6 separate regions of the Mus musculus genome follow, and all the other regions are linked to region 1. The links are chromatin contacts, called in public Hi-C, HiChIP or PLAC-seq and Micro-C maps. All regions are on one chromosome and are shown on one strand. The core of a region is the stretch at or near the end of the contact, and the rest is flanking DNA. Distances in the headings are between cores, read along the strand shown. Region 1 holds the start of Mfhas1 (malignant fibrous histiocytoma amplified sequence 1). Region 2 has its middle 63 kb from the start of Trmt9b. Region 3 holds the start of Trmt9b (tRNA methyltransferase 9B). Region 4 holds the start of Tnks (tankyrase, TRF1-interacting ankyrin-related ADP-ribose polymerase). Region 5 has its middle 6.1 kb from the start of Gm35520. Region 6 overlaps Gm38414 (predicted gene, 38414).

Region 1 (2,618 bases), core at 75-2,574:
TACAGGCTTTTCCCAAGCTTGCTCAGTATGAACTTTGCTCCCAGAAGTCACCTTGCCTCTTGCCTCACATGCTGGAAACCCTGGGTTCAAACTCTAGAACTGAGGAAAAAAATCACTCTAGCCATAGGGATCTTTCAGGACTTTGCAAGTAGAGGATTGTTCCTTGCAGGCAAACTCACCTCCTTTATAGCCGGGGTGATAAGGGGCATGCCTAAAAGCTGACAGGTCCCAGGCACTACTCAGCTCTCTTAAGCAGATAAACAAAATGATCGATTATCTAATGACAAATGGAGAAGAGTTTTCTGAAGACAGTTACAATGGAAGGATAGCTTGTTTGCTTGCAAATTGAGTCTAATTTGTGTTGCCCTTATTATCGTGGTATGGAGCCAACTGCTGGAGCTTTGGCAAGCTATCAGTGACCACACCCTCGATGAAAGTGACTGTCCTTTTCAACCAGTTGTTGCCTGTCGGTGTTCCTCAGATAAAGTGATTAAGCAACTGGAAAGGAGTGGTAGAGGTGATCTCTGCGGTCTTGACAGGTTTCACGGCTTTGATAAATTCGGAGATTACTTGAGTATAGATATGATCTCAAACCAACTTCCTCTCAATGGAAACAAGCCCACACTGAACCCTGCAATAGCGAAAATGTGTCTGATAATACGGTCATTTCTTTGAATCCACAGAATACGGGGAATGTCGGATTCAAGATGTAGCATGTTGCATTCGGCTGTGGCGCTAAATGGGATAGTACAGACTTAAGACATCTTGCATGGCCTCCAACCCCCAGCCACCCACAACAGGCCTGAGATGTGCTGGCTCAAACCAGGGGAGCTGAAAACTAGGCTTCGGTTGACCTAGTACAAATAGTCCCCAATAACTAACTTATCAAATGGATTAAAAGGTTCTTTGCTTTTCCCCCATCTGCCTTTTATAACTACCCTCTTGTTCTAAGCTCCTTGGACACCCAGGTCCTTAAATTCTGCCGGCTCTATAGAGGTGTGGATGTATGGCGCATGGGAAGGATGAGCAAGAAAGCCAGCTAAATCCTATGCTTAGGGATGAATAAGAAATCCTTAGAGGCCAGGACCAACAAAGAACCTGATGCAGGAGAAACCAACCCGGAGACCCCGGAGTCCCACATCAGCTTTGAGGACCGCATCTGGTGCGCCTGGCGCAGGGCGAAGTCCACGTCGCCGGCCCCACTGTAGCTGGACCCCCCAAACCCCAAAGCCTGCGCTTACTTGCAACTCCCGCCCCAGGGGCGGTGCCGGGAACAAGCGGCGCCTCCGCCGGTCACGTGGGGGCCGCTCCACCGGGCGGCGCTGTAGCTTCCCGATCGCGCTCTCCAAGCGCCGGGGACGCGGCGCTCGCGCTCCCGCCCGAGCCGCGGGGAAACGGAGACAAGGAGACGCCTTCACCTCCGGCTCCCCGGCCCTGCGCCCGCAGCATGCCCGCCGCGGAGCCGAGCGCCGCCCTCCTCCTGCAGCTCGCGGAGGTGACGCCGCCGGCCTCCGGACCGCCGCTGCGAGGGTAGCGGGGCTGGAGTCGGCTACCGAGGCTCGGCGAGGCGGGCGGAGCTGGAGGAGGAGCAGGCATCCTCCGCGGCGCGGCGGGCGGCGGCCCTGCTGCCCGGCGCGCCCATGGCCCAGGAGCACGGAGAATGCGAGCCGCGCTGCGCGGCCGCAGCCCAGCTCCGAGCCGCTTGCCCGGAGCCCCTCAAACCTGCCTGCGTCGCTGCCGCCCGCCACCGGCTGCGCTAGGACCCACGGCCGCCGGCCGCGCAGGGGTGGTGGCCCGGGAGCAGCGGGAGCTAGAGGGCCCGGGGGCTGGGCGCCCGCCGGAGTCCAGCGCGGCATGCAGCTGCGGGCTCCGGTACCGGCGTGAGGGTTGTCGGCGCGGGGCCCCGCCATGGCTGGCCAGGACAGTGGCAACCTGAAGACGGTGAGGCTGTGGCGGGACGCCGCCCTGAGAGCCAGGAAGCTGCGGAGCAACCTGCGCCAGCTCACGCTCAGCTGCCCAGGGGCCGGAGGCGACCCACTGGAGTCCCCCGACGCCCCCCAGCTGGTGCTGCCGGCCAACATCGGGGACATTGAGGTGCTGAACCTGGGGAACAACGGCCTCGAGGATGTGCCTGAAGGTCTGGGGTCAGCTCTGGGCAGCCTTCGCGTCTTGGTCTTGCGCAGGAACCGTTTTGCCCGGCTGCCCCCTGCGGTGGCGGAGCTAGGCCACCACCTTACCGAACTGGACGTCAGCCACAACCGGTTGACCATCCTGGGAGCCGAGGTGGTGAGCGCCCTGAGGGAGCTGCGCAAACTCAACCTGAGCCACAACCAGTTGCCAGCCCTGCCTGCCCAGCTGGGTGCCCTCGCCCACCTGGAGGAGCTGGATGTCAGCTTCAACCGGCTGGCGCATCTGCCAGATTCCTTCTCCTGCCTCAACCACCTTCGGACCCTTGACGTGGACCACAACCAGCTCACCGCCTTTCCCCAGCAGCTGCTGCAGCTGGCTGCCCTGGAGGAGCTCGACGTCTCCAGCAACCGGCTGCGAGGCCTACCTGAGGATATCAGTGCCCTGCGTGCCCTCAAGATCCTCTGGCTTAGCGGGGCCGAGCTTGGCAC
Region 2 (2,618 bases), core at 90-2,589, 930 kb after region 1:
ACTCTTTAATAATAGACAGAACTGGGCTATTCTCCCTCCCTCCCCCCAATGTGTCAGGGCAGGTGCTGTTTAGTTTGGCCACACAATGCTTGTTACACTTCATCAAAACTGAATTAGTTTGTACTTGAATTCTGTTCCGGTTGTCCAGAAGCTGGGGTTAACCATCTAATGATACAGTATCTTTTATGGGTTGATAGAAAGAATATTATCTACTTTTTAAAAGACATATTTTAAGACTAATAAAGACGTAAGTAGACCACCCAAAGCGACACTGTGGCGAGGAGTATTTATATTGTTCGACCTTTGACCTGCTCCATCTGCAGGTTGACAGGTGGTTCTCTTTGGAGAAAGATGAAAGGGATCTGCACCTGGCACCACGGTGGCTCCCACAGAGCTGCAGGGAGATGCATCCAGTAGCAGATGGTACCTTAGCATCCCGCTGCTTGGCAGCCCCTCGCCTGTGCTCTCAGGAAGGGCGGCTATCATCGGAGTGTTGCTTGGCCCTCCATGTCAGCTGGAGAGACAAAAAGAAAAGTGAAATAGGAACTCAGGACTGGAGACTTCAGGCGCTCTGTAATCCAGCAGAAGTCTTCCTGGTCAAAACATACCAGTCGCTCTGGTCTTTAGAAGCCATCAAGTCTTTCTTTTTGTGTTCCGTTTTTGAAGTATTAATTACTAATTGAGCTTCAAGACTGCCTATTTGCTGGCGTATGGCAGGTTTCTCGGTTTTCTTGAGAGTTCAAATGGAAACTTTTAGCTTCAACTTTCCAGCGTGGTTCTCCACTCTCCACTCTTGAGAAATCAGGCTTATACTCCATTGAGATGCTAGTCCTCAAAGGGTTCATCAGCAGAGAGGAAGGCTTGAACAGCCTTCCTAGCAGGGATCCTGTTGGGGCATGAGCAGGCCCCTACATGCTATCCCAGGAGAAGAAGGAGCCTGATCTGGGGTGGCCCCTCCTGTCACGGTGGCTCTGGTCAGGGACAGCTGGTTGAGAAGCTGCACAGAGCAGTCTTAAAGCAAGGCTCACTTAGCATGAGAGTAGAACCACTGCCTGTAAATGGCACGCCGGGCCACCTGGGCTCAGGGCCACATGTGAGACAGCTGCCTCCAACCCGATGCACACAAGGGGCGCGCTGCCTAAGGCCAGAACCCCCAGATGCAGATGAGTTTCTCACCATAAGCAATGTAGTCACATGTCAGAGCTCCACGGCAAGTCCAAGTGGCAGTGAAAGCCGACACTAAAACTGGGAATCCAAGCAACTTGCCCTCCACAAGAGCAGCGCAGCGTGCTGGCAGAGGTGGTGGAGAATGGTCCTTCCCCTCACCCCCCCCCCACCCCCGCCCCGTACATCTGCAACCTCAGAGGGAGGAGCTTGAGGGAGAGCCCTGGTGCTGTGTCACAGCCATCACAGGGCTCAAACGTAGCTGCATCAAGGAAGAGACATAAAGCAGGGCTGGTGAGATGGCTCAGTGGGTAAGAGCACCTGACTGCTCTTCCAAAGGTCCAGAGTTCAAATCCCAGCAACCACATGGTGGCTCACAACCATCGGTATCGAGATCTGACTCCCTCTTCTGGAGTGTCTGAAGTCAGCTACAGTGTACTTACATATAATGAATAAATAAGTCTTAAAAGAGAGAGAGAGAGAGACATAAAGCAGAGTGGACAGAATTCAGTTCCTTATTGATGAACGGGCTGACTTAAAAACTTCATTTCTGGCCTCCTCCTGACCCCGAAGTTGTATGGCTACGAGATTTTTTCATCCCACAATCCCTTGCGCCCTTCCTTTCCAGATTGGGCCGGCCAGAATGGCTCCCACAAAGAAGGGTGTCAAGAAGAAGGGCCATTCTGTCATTGGTGAGGGAAGGTCCTGAGTTCAAATACCAGCAGCCACCATCCACAACCACCCATAATGAGATCTGACCCCCTCTTCTCCGGTGTCTGAAGACAGCTACAGTGTAGTCACATATAATAAATAAATACTTTTTAAAAGAATGAAGTGAGCTCCTCGAGCACTAAATTCAAAATTTTACCCTGAAGGAAATGGGGACTACAGATGTGCGCATTGACACCAGGCTCAATAAAGCCATCTGGGCCAAGGGAATAAGAAATGTCCTGTATCACATCTGAATAACTTTGTCCAGAAAACATAATCACCAAGAGAAGCTCAATTTATGTGCCTGTTACCATATTCAAAAATCTCCAGACGGTCAATGTGGATGAGAACTAACCGGATGGATGGATGTGGAATAAGTTGCAGAACTGCCCAAATAAAAAATAAAAATAAAAACTCCCCTTCTTTACATGTTTGTTGAACAACTTATGAACATTCTATATAGGCAAGGGGCTTTTTAGAAACCTTTGAGGACTTAACGAGAGTCAAATTTAGTTCTCAGTCTTGACCAATTAAAAGCCAGCAAGATATGGGGCTGGAGAGTTGGTACAAAGGTTAAGAGCACCAATTACTCTTCCAGAGAACCTTAGTTTGATTATCAGCATCCACATGGTGGCTCATAATCGTGTGTAACTCTGGTTCTAGAGTATCCCACACCCTCTTCAGGTACCTGGCACCTATGGGGTGCACATATGTGCATGTAGACAAAACACTCATATCGTAAG
Region 3 (2,618 bases), core at 36-2,535, 870 kb after region 1:
TTTTTCCTTGGGTCCTGGCGCTCCTCTGTCACCTCTCCCCTACTTCCTAGCCTGTGCAACAACCCTAAGGGTTCTGTCCCGTCTCCTTTGGCCACTGGCCGCTAACATCTTTATTGATCGATCAGAAACCACATGTGTGCCTCAGCACCTGCAGAGGTTTCTACAGAGGACTAGGAGATGGTTATTTTGTTATTTGTGACATTGCAATAGAAATCCAAACAGAAGTTCTCCCTGGGCCACCCCAGTAGCCTGAGTACTAGAACACTATCCCTGAATTAAACTAATCTCCAGCAGTCCTCCTTGTGGCGTTTTAAATGCACATTGTCTTTGTGAGACCTTAAGATGAGTCCTTACCAACACTTATAACAGGACAGAAACTCAACAACATCAGGGTCTTATCCAAAAGCCAGCAAAGCATTACTGAATGTATTGGGCTCCGACTCCGGGGAACATGTATTTAAAAAAAAAAAAAAAAAGTACAAAGAACCCTGCCTGTAACTGTGTTGTTTACGAATAGGGGTTGAAGGTTACCAGCTAAGACACTGAAAGCAATTAACACTATTATTGCAAAAACAATGATCTATATCCATTTTGGGTGATCGCTTCTATATCCCACCCTGCACTGTTGTGATATACGCGGCTTTTGACCCGCTCGTTTTAGCAAAACATTCAAAAGATTGAGCAAGCGTGCCTGTGCGGTGACAGGCTGGACTTGATTCCTCCAATCCTGAGTCAGCCCACGTGCCCAGATACCCGGTAGGGATTTTTCCTTTACAGTAGGTTGCGGTCAGGATCAAAGGGGAAGAGTTGGGCTCAGGGTCACGTGGTGTCACCACAGGTACTGAGCTGCGCTTAAGGCCCGCCAGGTGTACCCGCCCAGTGGCGTCTCTCCCACTTAGGACCCTTCACCCCACCAGACACTGGAGGTGGGAGACAGGAAGGTCATCCTGAGCCCAGCCTCTGGCGCGTCCGGGCGCGGCGATCGCAGGGGACAGACAGAGCAGCCACACGGCTTGGGCTACGCCGCGCGCCCGCGCCGCGCCGAGCCGACTCGGAGGCGCCGCGGGCTTGCGGTTGTAGCCTGGGGAGAGGTGAGGGCGGGCCCAGGCGGTGGGGACTCCGCTGGGTGGGGGTCGTGGGAAGTCGCAGCTGTCACTCTGGCGCCCAAGCGGTGCAGCTCGGCAGGAGGTCCCCACCGGAGCCTGAATGCGCGCGGCCTCGCGGCTGCATTCCAACTTCTCTACGGAGCCGCGCTCTAGCCCGGGCGCGCGCTTCCGTCCCGCGCGTACTCCCAAAAACCCTTCCCCGCCCCCTGTCCCTCTCTCTAGTCCTCTCCCTTTCATTCTCACGCTCCTAGGCCGACCCGTGGAAGTTGCATCCTGGATAGCCCGGGCTGCGCTACTGAAGAGCTCCGAGCTAGAGCTCGGCCGAGCCTCCCGCCCGGATCCCGGGCAAAGACCGCCCAAAACCTGGTGCTGACCTTCGTCTGCACCGCTCTATGGTGACCCGAATCTCCGCTGCCCGAGTTGCAGCGGCTGTGCACCCCAAGGACTGCCAGAGCGCCCGGGAATCTGCAAGCCTGGGTGAGTTCCTGGTCTTTCTCGGCCATCCTTGTTAATGGTGGGAGAACCTGTTTACCCTGCAAACTTGAGATGTGACCAAAGCAGAGCAGCATGCCTTGCAGGACGTTTTTCAGATGGCAGGGAGGATAAATAGGCTCTCGGAGTCCAAGGCGACAAGCTCAGAAGTATAAAGGTGAAGTTGTATTTTTGTTTCTGGTCGCACGTGTATCTTTCCCTTTAAAAGCCGTGACTTGGGAAATGGTTTTCTACCCAGCAGGAGGCGGGAACTAAGATAACTCAGCAGCCTGAAAGTTTCCAAAGCTGAGAATGAAAATACAGTTTATTGGAAGGAAAGTCAAAACAGGATGGTGGGATCTATACAATGATACGTGCCTCCTGTGTGCGCCTGTTAGAATTAACTTGAGCTCTTTGTCAGAAATAACATATAAAAAGAGACAAAGATGCAAACAACTCCGAGCCCGGCCTTTCTTTATGTATTAGTTGGTGTGCATGAAATCTTTAAAATGCACCTAGGAAATTTCATGCAGGAAAAGACTATATCCGTCTAGCTTGGAAATTAAGGTTATTCCTAATACACCAGTAAAGGGCATTTAACACTCCCCCTCCCCAGCCCCCAGATAAAAGCACTGTTATTCCTATAGCCCGTTAAGGTATCTATTCTTTCTGCTTCCTGGGGGGGGGTGATTAATTTGTATTGAAATTTAGTGAAGGGAAAGTTGTTGGATTTTTCAGAGATCAAGAAGCCTGCTACAGCCGTGTAAACAGCTCTGGTGATGTGATCCATCAGTGACCTAGGGACACTTGGGGTGGGTCTCTGGAGATAAAGATCTCTGGGGAGGAATGTCCAGGAGCCACTGGCTGGCTGTGTGTGGTGCATTTAAAAGGAGACTGTGACAAGTTGCAAAGCATCCAATCACTAAGGAAACCATTGCAAAGAACTGCTGCTTTGTTGATGGCCACGTCTGAAAAGAGGGCCCTCTATAGGCTCCGTTCCTCACTGGAAAGAAAGCCTGCCTCTAGAAAGATCTGGTTGCT
Region 4 (2,618 bases), core at 42-2,541, 620 kb before region 1:
GCTCTCGCTCTCTCTCTCGCTCTCTGTCTCTCTCTGCCCCTTATCATAAGGCACACAATACCCTTATCACTACTGTCTCCGACTGGCCCGCTGTAGTCTCTCCAAACAGACAGTCGACTTCATAGAAAACGTGACGTTTCACAAACCCCATTGTCTTGCGTTGTGTATCTTAAGAATATGAGAGATTCTTAAAACACTTGTTGAGTTACCGTACACTTCTTTTGGCCCGGGACTGTCTGTCCTCCGGGGACAAAACCGTGCCGAAAACAAAAACAAAAACAAAACTGTCTCACGAACGACAAAGCTGTCCCTAAAGCGACTCAAATGCAACTTGTCCCAGGCAGGCACACTCTGAACTGAAAAAGTTTTAAGCATGCCCACATCCAGGGTTGACCGCTACACAGAGTTTGCATAAGTTGAAGTACCACGGTTGCAAACACTGAGGGGTGAATTCACACCTCGTCCCCGCTTCCAAGTCCCCACCACCCATGCACTAAAAACTTCAGCTCTCGGGGTGAAGTCCTGCTAACAACCTGTAACTTCTTTGTCCTGGGTCCAATCACCCACCCTCCGCTCCGAACCCCGTAAACCACAATTCTCAAGTCCCAGACAGACCTGCTGCGAAGTGCAGGGGAGAAGACTTTCGGCCGGCCATGTCCTTGGCATTCACGTTCGCGGCGTCCACCAACCTCTTCACCCGGGACACGTCCCCATTCCGACAGGCCTCGAGCAGCTCCCGCAGGGCCCCACTCACGGCTGGGACCCCCGGGCCGAGGCCCGCCGCCCCGGCTCCCAAAGTTGCCGTGGAGCCAACTCCGGCCGCCTCGGGACTCTCCGCTAAGCTCGAGCCAGGGGAGGACGGGGAGGAAGACGAAGACGAAGTCGGGGAAGAAGCGGACGACGCGGAGTTGTTCCCGCCGCCGCCGCCGCCGCCGGCTGGGGTGGGAGCGACCCCGACGGCGGCGGAAGCTGCCGGGACCGCGGCCGGAGCAGCCACGGTGCAGACGGCGCCGTCCACCGGGTCGGGAGATCGCGGCCTGTCGGGCGGGTCCCGGCTGCCATCCCCCTCCGGCAGCGCCAGGCCGTGCCGCGGGGAGGCGAAGGGCGCCAGGCCGCCGGCCGTAGGCGAGGCAGGGGTGGGTCCCGGGGCCAAGCCCGGGCTGAGCGGCGGGGGAGGTGGCGGTGGCGGAGCCGAAGCCCCTGGGGCGGGCTGGAGCTGTTGCTGATGATGGTGGTGATGATGCTGAGAGCGACGCGACGCCGCCATCTTCCCACTCCCCCGTACTGTCACTGCGGCAACGGCGCCACCGCCCGCCCTCACTTCCGGATTCTGGACCAATCGGGATCCAACATACCCGGAAATGATTCCTGCCGAAGTGGGTGGAGTCCGAGAGAAGAAGGGAAGTATTGGAAGCTCAGAGAACAACCAGCCTGGGGGCGTGGCTTAGTAGTGGAGCGACGGGCTTTTGTGACGCCCTGGCGGGCTGGCTGGGCAGATTTGAAAGTTGTGGTGAGCCACTACCTGTCTGAGAAACTTCTGCCTTCCTTCACTTTCTGCGGGATTGCTTCGGTCGGCTTCAGTCTTCCCTCGGGTACCCGTCAGTCTGCGGTGTCTCCCTTCAGAAGAAGCTATTAAAGTGTAACTTATGCAAACATCTACCAAACGTCCTCGTCCGAAAATGGAATTAATAGTACCCACCTCACAAAGTTGTTTGCAGGAATGAAGTGAGCTAATGCATACAAACGCTCTGAAGAATAATTATAATTAGCACATTGGGAATATTTTTAAATGCAGTGTTAGATATCTCTCCACCTTACTGTCTCTTTGTACTGTCTCTTACGTCTCATTCTGACACGGGACAGGAGGGAAGGATAAGGGAACTTTATTCTCTAAGAGCATTTGTACTTAATACCGGAGAAAGGAATCCATGCACATACACACTGTCAATAGCTCAGTGTTGGGGTCTGAGAGTCGGATTATTGAATTTATACCCTAATACTGATTAGATCATGGACATAGCTCAGAATTATCTGAACTACATTATCTTTTTCTGTCAGCTTATAAAGGAAAACACACACACACAAACGACAATGAGATCTTTCTCAGGTGCAGGAAGTTCTGCCAGGTGATCAGGTCTGATTTAAGCCATTTTTGACATAACAGTTCATAATGACCTTTAATTTGATGGGCCCTATGTAAAGCTTTGTGGAATTCCTTAAGATTAACAAACCTCAGGACATACAGAACATAACAGGGGATGTGACCAGCATGACCCTTCTCTGAGTCAAACTATTTTTCTATGTCAAAGGCTGGTAGGCATATTACAGCAACAATATGAAATAGCTGGCAAGCATGGAACAAAATGGCCGCAACTATGCTAGTGGGTCAGGAGGACACACCGCTTGGTTTGTCTCTTCAGAGTTAAATCTGACTAAGGATGCTCTGAGAGGCATGCAAGACTCACTGGCATTGGGAGTATGCAAACCTAACTAGACAGAGAATAAGAAGGGACAGGAATGAGCAATGGGGGAGCGGGGTGGGGGAGGGGGAGCACCAGACGAGAATCTCGGAGACTGAGCAGACCACATGACATGAGAGACGTGGCCGTACTCTGGAA
Region 5 (2,618 bases), core at 60-2,559, 590 kb after region 1:
ATTAAAGGCATGTTCCACCACTGCCCAGTGACATCAGCCAAACTTATATTAAGAACACCAACGTCAATAGTAATTTTAATGGATTTTTAACGGGGCTTTCAAAGTGCTTAAACATGTGTCAATGAAGTATACCTGGATGGAAGATTCTTTCCAAGACAAGGTGCATATTAAATATCCTTACCTTGAGAGAAACTTCAGTGACTACCACAAACAGTCATCAGCGGACCCCATACCCATGTCCTGTGAGACCTAGAGCATCTTGTTAGGATTACTTGACTGCTTTGGTCTTCCTTCTCATTCTTTCTCTTTCTGTAGCCTGGACACGGTTAGCCTATTTTTACTAGGAAACAGCTTCTGGATGCAACAAAGATCTGACGGAAGCAAAATGGATCTTAGAAGACTCTTGTAGAACAAGTAGGAGATGGGCAGAAAACTGAGGCAACTTGCCTATAGAAAAGCCACAAAAGGCTGTCTTAGTTAGGCTTTCTATGGGTATGAAGAGACACCATGACAGTGGCAGCTTTTATAAAGGAAAACATTTCATTGGGGGCTCTGGGATGGTTTGTATATGCTTGACCTGGGGAGAGGCACTTAGAGGGTGTGGCCCTGTTGAAGTAGGTATGGCCTTGTTGGAGTAGGTATGCCACTGTGGGTGTGGGCTTTAACACCCTCATCCTAGCTGCCTGGAAGTCAGTATTCTGCTAGTAGCCTTCAGATGAAGATCTCCTCCACCATGCCTGACTGGATGCTGCCATGTTCCTGCCTCGATGATGATGGACTGAACCTCTGAACCTGTAAGCCAGCCCCAGTTGAATGTTGTTCTGTATAAGAGTTGCCTTGGTCATGCTGTCTGTTCACAGCAGTAAAACCCTAACTAAGACACTGGGTCTGACTTGAGCAAATGAAACCTCAAAGCCCATCCGAAGTGATACACTTCCTCCCATAAGGCCAGACTTCCTAACAGTGGTGCTTCCTGTGAGCCTCGGGGTGCCATTTTCATTCAAAACACCCCAGAGGTGTATAAAGACTTTCTTGGGCAGACCAACATGTTCTCTGTGCATACAGATAGCCAACCAGATCTAACATAGGCGAGACCCAAACTTTTTCATATGCCTAGAACCTGAGCATGGTGAGAATCCCACCTGAGAACCTGTCACAGCGCTGTTCCTCCTCGGTGACAAGCTTAGTTTGAACGAAGAAAGATCTTGCCTGGAAGAAAAGGCAAGGCGTGGCTCTCTCTGTGCTACTCATGGTTGTGGTGGGACTAGGGGAAAGTAGAAGAGATTCTGCGAAATGTTCTAACCACAAGGGTATCAAAAATAGAATGTTTGCTGTATGTGTGACTTGAAAACCACAGGTTGAAATTTGACGCTCTTAGCTGATAGGTTCCTTTGGGTGGTCTCGTTCCCAGGTTACTTGGAGATTGATCAGCCTCTAAATCCAACTTCCCTCCCAGGTAAGAAGGAAGACATAGGCCACTGAGCGGAAGATCCAGCAGAACCATGGCGGTAGCGTGTTGTACAGAGAGGTGGTAGATATTGGAGTTATGCCTAATCCATTTAAAGGGAAAGTACAGTGGTTTGGGAGGATGGCAGCGAAGGGGAGGCTATGAGTGCTGGCTGGATTGATTTAAGGAAGAGCCAAGTGAGAGCCCAGTGTGGTGTTGCATGCCTTTACAGTGAAAGGCAGGCTGACCTCTGTGGGCTTGATCTACACCGGGAGTTCGAGGTCAGCCAGGTCTACAGAGAAAGACAGAGAGAGGGAGAGAGAGAGAGAGAGGGGGAGAGAGAGAGAGAGAGAGGGAGAGAGAGAGAGAGAGACACAGACTCAGTGACTGGATATGTATTCTGTGAAGACAGAGTTGTTGGGAGTATACTGATGGTAACACAGAGAACCATGGAGACATCCCTGTCCCTGAGAAATATGGGGAACAGAGAAAAATCAGTCTAACAGTCTCGATATACTTGAAGGAATCCTGGCACATTGGAGTAGGAGAGGAACCTCTGAGTCCAGGGCTCTGCACATCTTGATTGATGGACAAAGCCTGCCCTTCCCATGATGCTTCCCTAGCTTAGCCCCACCTCCATACAAGAGTGAGGTCCTGCAGCCTCAGGGACACCTCTGGAGAACTTGGTTCTAGTTAAAGACAGCTAACTATCTTATATTGAGCGTGGAATGCCACTTCAGTCCTGGTCAGATAATTTCTTCTGTTAAACGAGAACATTTAGACCTGTACATGTTAGGTGATATTTAGAGCTTCTTCATCTTCAAATATCTGGAAGCTAAATTGCAAATTAAAAATACAGCCTTGGTCACTTAAATGATTTTGTACCAGAGTTTGAAGCTAGGGCATTACACATGCCAAGTAAATATTCTACCACCGATCTATACCTCCAAACCCATGTTAATCTTTTATTTTGAGGCAGTCTTGTTTGATATGAGTTCACTCTGTAGCCCAGGCAGGCCTTGACCTTGTGATCCTTCCTGCCTCTTGATCTCAAGATGTGTGATGACAGTTCTGTGGCACCAGGTCCAGGTAGAACGTTTTGAAAAGAAAATAGCTTTTGAGTTGTAACATTGTTAGGAAAAATGTTTAAAGTGGGGGGGGGGAGAGGAGG
Region 6 (2,618 bases), core at 68-2,567, 570 kb after region 1:
TTGAAGAAACAAAGTTCTCTCTTGGACCGACTCCTCCACCGGAGCCCCTGTTCTGCCACTGTACCTTCTTCCTGTTCTGAGACCCTGTATAGCCTTGTGGGCTGGGTGAGATAGCTCAGCCCTGCCAGCCCCTGTATCAGTCTCTGCTTCTATATTTCCTTACACCCTTGGCAGCAAGCCTGAATTCAAACTGCCTCGATGCCACAGTCAGCTTCCTGAGCATCTCTGCTCTGCCCTCCCCCCCCCCCCCAGGCTTCTCTGTGTTCGACTCCAAGTAGGATGGGAGACCACGTGGTTTCTTTGCCCGGCATGTACGATATGCACAATTTTGCTGCCCACCAAACAGGCTATCTGAACAAAGAGGGGGGGGGGGAGAGAGAGAGAGAGAGAGAGAGAGAGAGAGAGAGATATCCTTGTGCTGTCTAAGCTGTCTGCTTTGTGATCTACACCATGAGATTTTTTTCCGCTGGAAATCTTAGTGTTATTACTATGCTGAACTTGCTGGATGCTCCTGGCTATGCTCAGACTGTCCCAACTCTCCTAAATATAACCATCCTGGTGCCACTAAACCTGGGTGAGTTCAGAATGCAGAACTTTACGCTGAGAGACATGCTGGACCAGACAGAGACAAAACCTTTAAATATTGTCATTTTAAAGGAATATTGTCATTTTAAATGACCGTTCCCAGTTCAAGAAAACAAAACCCATGTATGAGTTTCCCCAGATTTGGATTTGCATTAAAAGACACACTTTTATTTCTCGGCAGTGACTTGTGCTTTCTTTCAGAGCCCCTCACTGTTCGTTTTTACAAAAGGAATTTGGTTTTCTCTGGCTTCCTGGGACTCCCCGTGCCCTTAAACTGCAGTCGGCAGCGGAGTTCAGACTAACTGCTTTCGTTCCCATTTCTGGTCTTCAGGCCTGTCTGTCACAACGAGCTAAACCCAAACAAACCATTCCAGGGGCCCCCATAAAGCCACGTGAGAGCTATGACAGGAAGAGAGTGGTTTCAGAAACTACTTTGAAGGGACCAGAGTAATCTCTTTAGCCCAGAGCCCTGAAGATCCTGTTGCCAGAAGTACGGATATGATAGCTCAATTCCCCCGCACTCAAGCTTCTTCCTCCTCCTCCTCTTGCTTCCAAATAAATAGCTCTCTGGGGCAGTGATGTCTACATCAAAAGCCACTTGTCACTCAGTGGCCTTCCCAGATGGGAAAGTGTTTGTTTTGGCTGAGAATGACAATTTTCTCTGCATCCGGAGGTGGACTCTCTCGCAGGCCTAAGCAGGGTAAGGTTGCAGCTGCCAGTTCTTCCCAGCTGCCATCCCCCAGAAAGGTCAGAGGAAGTAAAGACAATGAAGGCCGGCTTCCCCAGAGCATGCGTGCATAGGCACAAACGCACGAACCTAGAACTGGAGACTCCCAAAACGGAGCAGAACCTGCTGGCTGAGAAGGCCTTTAATCTCATCTCTGGAGTCTAGTTAGCAACATCAGTGCTTGGCAAACTCTGAGATCTTGATAGAGGGTGAGTACACACATGGAGATCAGAGGACAATTTGTGGAGAGCCCTTGCTTGCCCATTTTGTTGCGGCAAGGTCTTGTTTCTGACACAGAGCAGGGTAGTACCCGACTAGCTGGTAGTTCACACGCTTCTAGATGATTCTCTTGTCTGCACCTCCCTTCTTGTTATAGGAGGAATGGGATAATGGATACCTGCCTCTACAATCAAGCTTTTAGGTCAGTTCTAGGAATTGAACTACAAACAACAGTAACAACAGACACCACTCGTGAGGTAAAATATCCAAATCTTAACTGTTTAACCACTTCGTGCATCCAGAAGACTCCTAAGGAAATGTATTTTCATTCATGTTTGTAGAACATGCCAACCCTGGAGGTCGTCATGTCTTGCCTGGAGATCGTCTTGCCAGTCACGCATCACAATGAGATGACTGTCTGATGTTCTCTGAGGCCTTAGCAGTTGTGGCTATTTTGGTTGATAAAGACTGTGGCTTTGTTTAGTTATTAAGAGCTGTAATAATCTTGGCAAGTTTTCTGAAATCCCTTTTGACACCCCTCAGACACTTTCAGTGGGGTACCACATGACCTCAGTATTCTTAGTGCAAAATACATTTGCCCATCCCACAGTTTATGGGTATCTGGATTTGGCAAAATGATTATGATTTCTATGCATTTATGTGACATATTTTCTTTTATTATTATCTTTAATTGAAAATTCCTACCATGTAATCTGATTATGGTTTTCCCTCCCCCATCTCCCGAACCATCTGACTCTCCCCCATCTCTCTCTCCCTCCCTTTGTTTTTCTCTAGAAAACAAACCAGAATAAGGACAGACAGACAGAAATATGGAAGGAAAGAAAAACATTGACAGAACACAAGAAACACACACATACAAACAAAATCCACAAAAACACGGAATCAGAAGATATAATATGCAAGAAAAAGACAACTAAGATAAAAGGTGCCCTAACAAAGCAATATGGAACGAACAAACAAACAAACAACAAATAAAAAATCAAGTTTTGTGTTTGTGTGTTCGCCATCTACTCCTGAGCATGGGGTGGGGGTGCCCTTAAATGTGCCTTATATATCTAGTGAGACT

The links. A called contact is a pair of places that touch in the nucleus more often than the background predicts. HiChIP or PLAC-seq counts read pairs in DNA pulled down with a chosen protein or histone mark.
Region 2: a Hi-C map of cerebellum shows a contact between it and region 1, with 2.0 times the contacts expected there. The contact joins the enhancer-like site here to the promoter of Mfhas1 in region 1. A contact is called at or near these places in 1 of 39 promoter capture datasets (cranial neural crest), 1 of 484 Hi-C or Micro-C datasets (cerebellum), 3 of 115 datasets of contacts at active chromatin or transcription factors (astrocytes, embryonic stem cells and forebrain) and 1 of 9 other capture datasets (embryonic stem cells).
Region 3: a contact with region 1 is called in a Micro-C map of embryonic stem cells, with 5 times the contacts expected there. The contact joins the promoter of Trmt9b here to the promoter of Mfhas1 in region 1. A contact is called at or near these places in 2 of 39 promoter capture datasets (liver and stem cell-derived epiblast-like cells), 1 of 484 Hi-C or Micro-C datasets (embryonic stem cells) and 1 of 115 datasets of contacts at active chromatin or transcription factors (astrocytes).
Region 4: a Hi-C map of CD8 T cells shows a contact between it and region 1, with 2.1 times the contacts expected there. The contact joins the promoter of Tnks here to the promoter of Mfhas1 in region 1. A contact is called at or near these places in 1 of 39 promoter capture datasets (the 3T3-L1 cell line), 3 of 484 Hi-C or Micro-C datasets (CD4 T cells, CD8 T cells and double positive thymocytes), 2 of 115 datasets of contacts at active chromatin or transcription factors (astrocytes and large pre-B cells) and 1 of 9 other capture datasets (adipose tissue).
Region 5: a contact with region 1 is called in an H3K27ac HiChIP or PLAC-seq map of T-cell acute lymphoblastic leukemia, with 4 times the contacts expected there. The contact joins the enhancer-like site here to the promoter of Mfhas1 in region 1. A contact is called at or near these places in 5 of 39 promoter capture datasets (the 3T3-L1 cell line, embryonic stem cells, hippocampal neurons and 2 more), 10 of 484 Hi-C or Micro-C datasets (CD4 T cells, the MNK3 cell line, cerebellar granule neurons and 6 more), 9 of 115 datasets of contacts at active chromatin or transcription factors (T-cell acute lymphoblastic leukemia, astrocytes, bone marrow-derived macrophages and 6 more) and 3 of 9 other capture datasets (adipose tissue, embryonic stem cells and liver).
Region 6: a contact with region 1 is called in an H3K4me3 HiChIP or PLAC-seq map of bone marrow-derived macrophages, with 8 times the contacts expected there. The contact joins the enhancer-like site here to the promoter of Mfhas1 in region 1. A contact is called at or near these places in 4 of 39 promoter capture datasets (the 3T3-L1 cell line, embryonic stem cells, hippocampal neurons and 1 more), 2 of 484 Hi-C or Micro-C datasets (the HL-1 cell line and embryonic stem cells), 4 of 115 datasets of contacts at active chromatin or transcription factors (astrocytes, bone marrow-derived macrophages, craniofacial prominence and 1 more) and 2 of 9 other capture datasets (embryonic stem cells and liver).

What each region holds. Positions count from the first base shown.
Region 1 is chr8:35,586,465-35,589,082 of GRCm38.p6, forward strand. It overlaps Mfhas1 (malignant fibrous histiocytoma amplified sequence 1), which reads left to right and starts at 1,325. Exons shown (of 3, transcript NM_001081279.2): 1 at 1,325-2,618. The coding sequence starts at 1,909. Gm16793 (predicted gene, 16793) reads right to left here and starts at 2,556. Exons shown (of 3, transcript NR_040376.1): 1 at 2,374-2,556.
Region 2 is chr8:36,519,487-36,522,104 of GRCm38.p6, forward strand. No RefSeq gene overlaps it. Among named protein-coding and RNA genes, the nearest start is that of Trmt9b, 63 kb to the left of the region's middle. Within about 2 kb of position 1,340, at least 7 of the 459 cell types and tissues checked have an H3K27ac peak or open chromatin away from gene starts, as enhancers often do. A contact at or near this core is called in cerebellum, where this site is marked.
Region 3 is chr8:36,456,801-36,459,418 of GRCm38.p6, forward strand. Trmt9b (tRNA methyltransferase 9B) reads left to right here and starts at 1,286. Exons shown (of 5, transcript NM_176952.5): 1 at 1,286-1,583.
Region 4 is chr8:34,964,399-34,967,016 of GRCm38.p6, forward strand. Tnks (tankyrase, TRF1-interacting ankyrin-related ADP-ribose polymerase) reads right to left here and starts at 1,292. Exons shown (of 27, transcript NM_175091.3): 1 at 616-1,292. The coding sequence starts at 1,267.
Region 5 is chr8:36,181,107-36,183,724 of GRCm38.p6, forward strand. No RefSeq gene overlaps it. Among named protein-coding and RNA genes, the nearest start is that of Gm35520, 6.1 kb to the right of the region's middle. Within about 2 kb of position 1,310, at least 59 of the 459 cell types and tissues checked have an H3K27ac peak or open chromatin away from gene starts, as enhancers often do. A contact at or near this core is called in the MNK3 cell line, T-cell acute lymphoblastic leukemia, memory CD8 T cells and 2 more, where this site is marked.
Region 6 is chr8:36,158,059-36,160,676 of GRCm38.p6, forward strand. It overlaps Gm38414 (predicted gene, 38414), which reads left to right. Exons shown (of 4, transcript NR_151736.1): 3 at 1,689-1,788; 4 at 1,873-2,618. Among named protein-coding and RNA genes, the nearest start is that of Gm38414, 3.4 kb to the left of the region's middle. Within about 2 kb of position 1,318, at least 91 of the 459 cell types and tissues checked have an H3K27ac peak or open chromatin away from gene starts, as enhancers often do. A contact at or near this core is called in astrocytes, bone marrow-derived macrophages and liver, where this site is marked.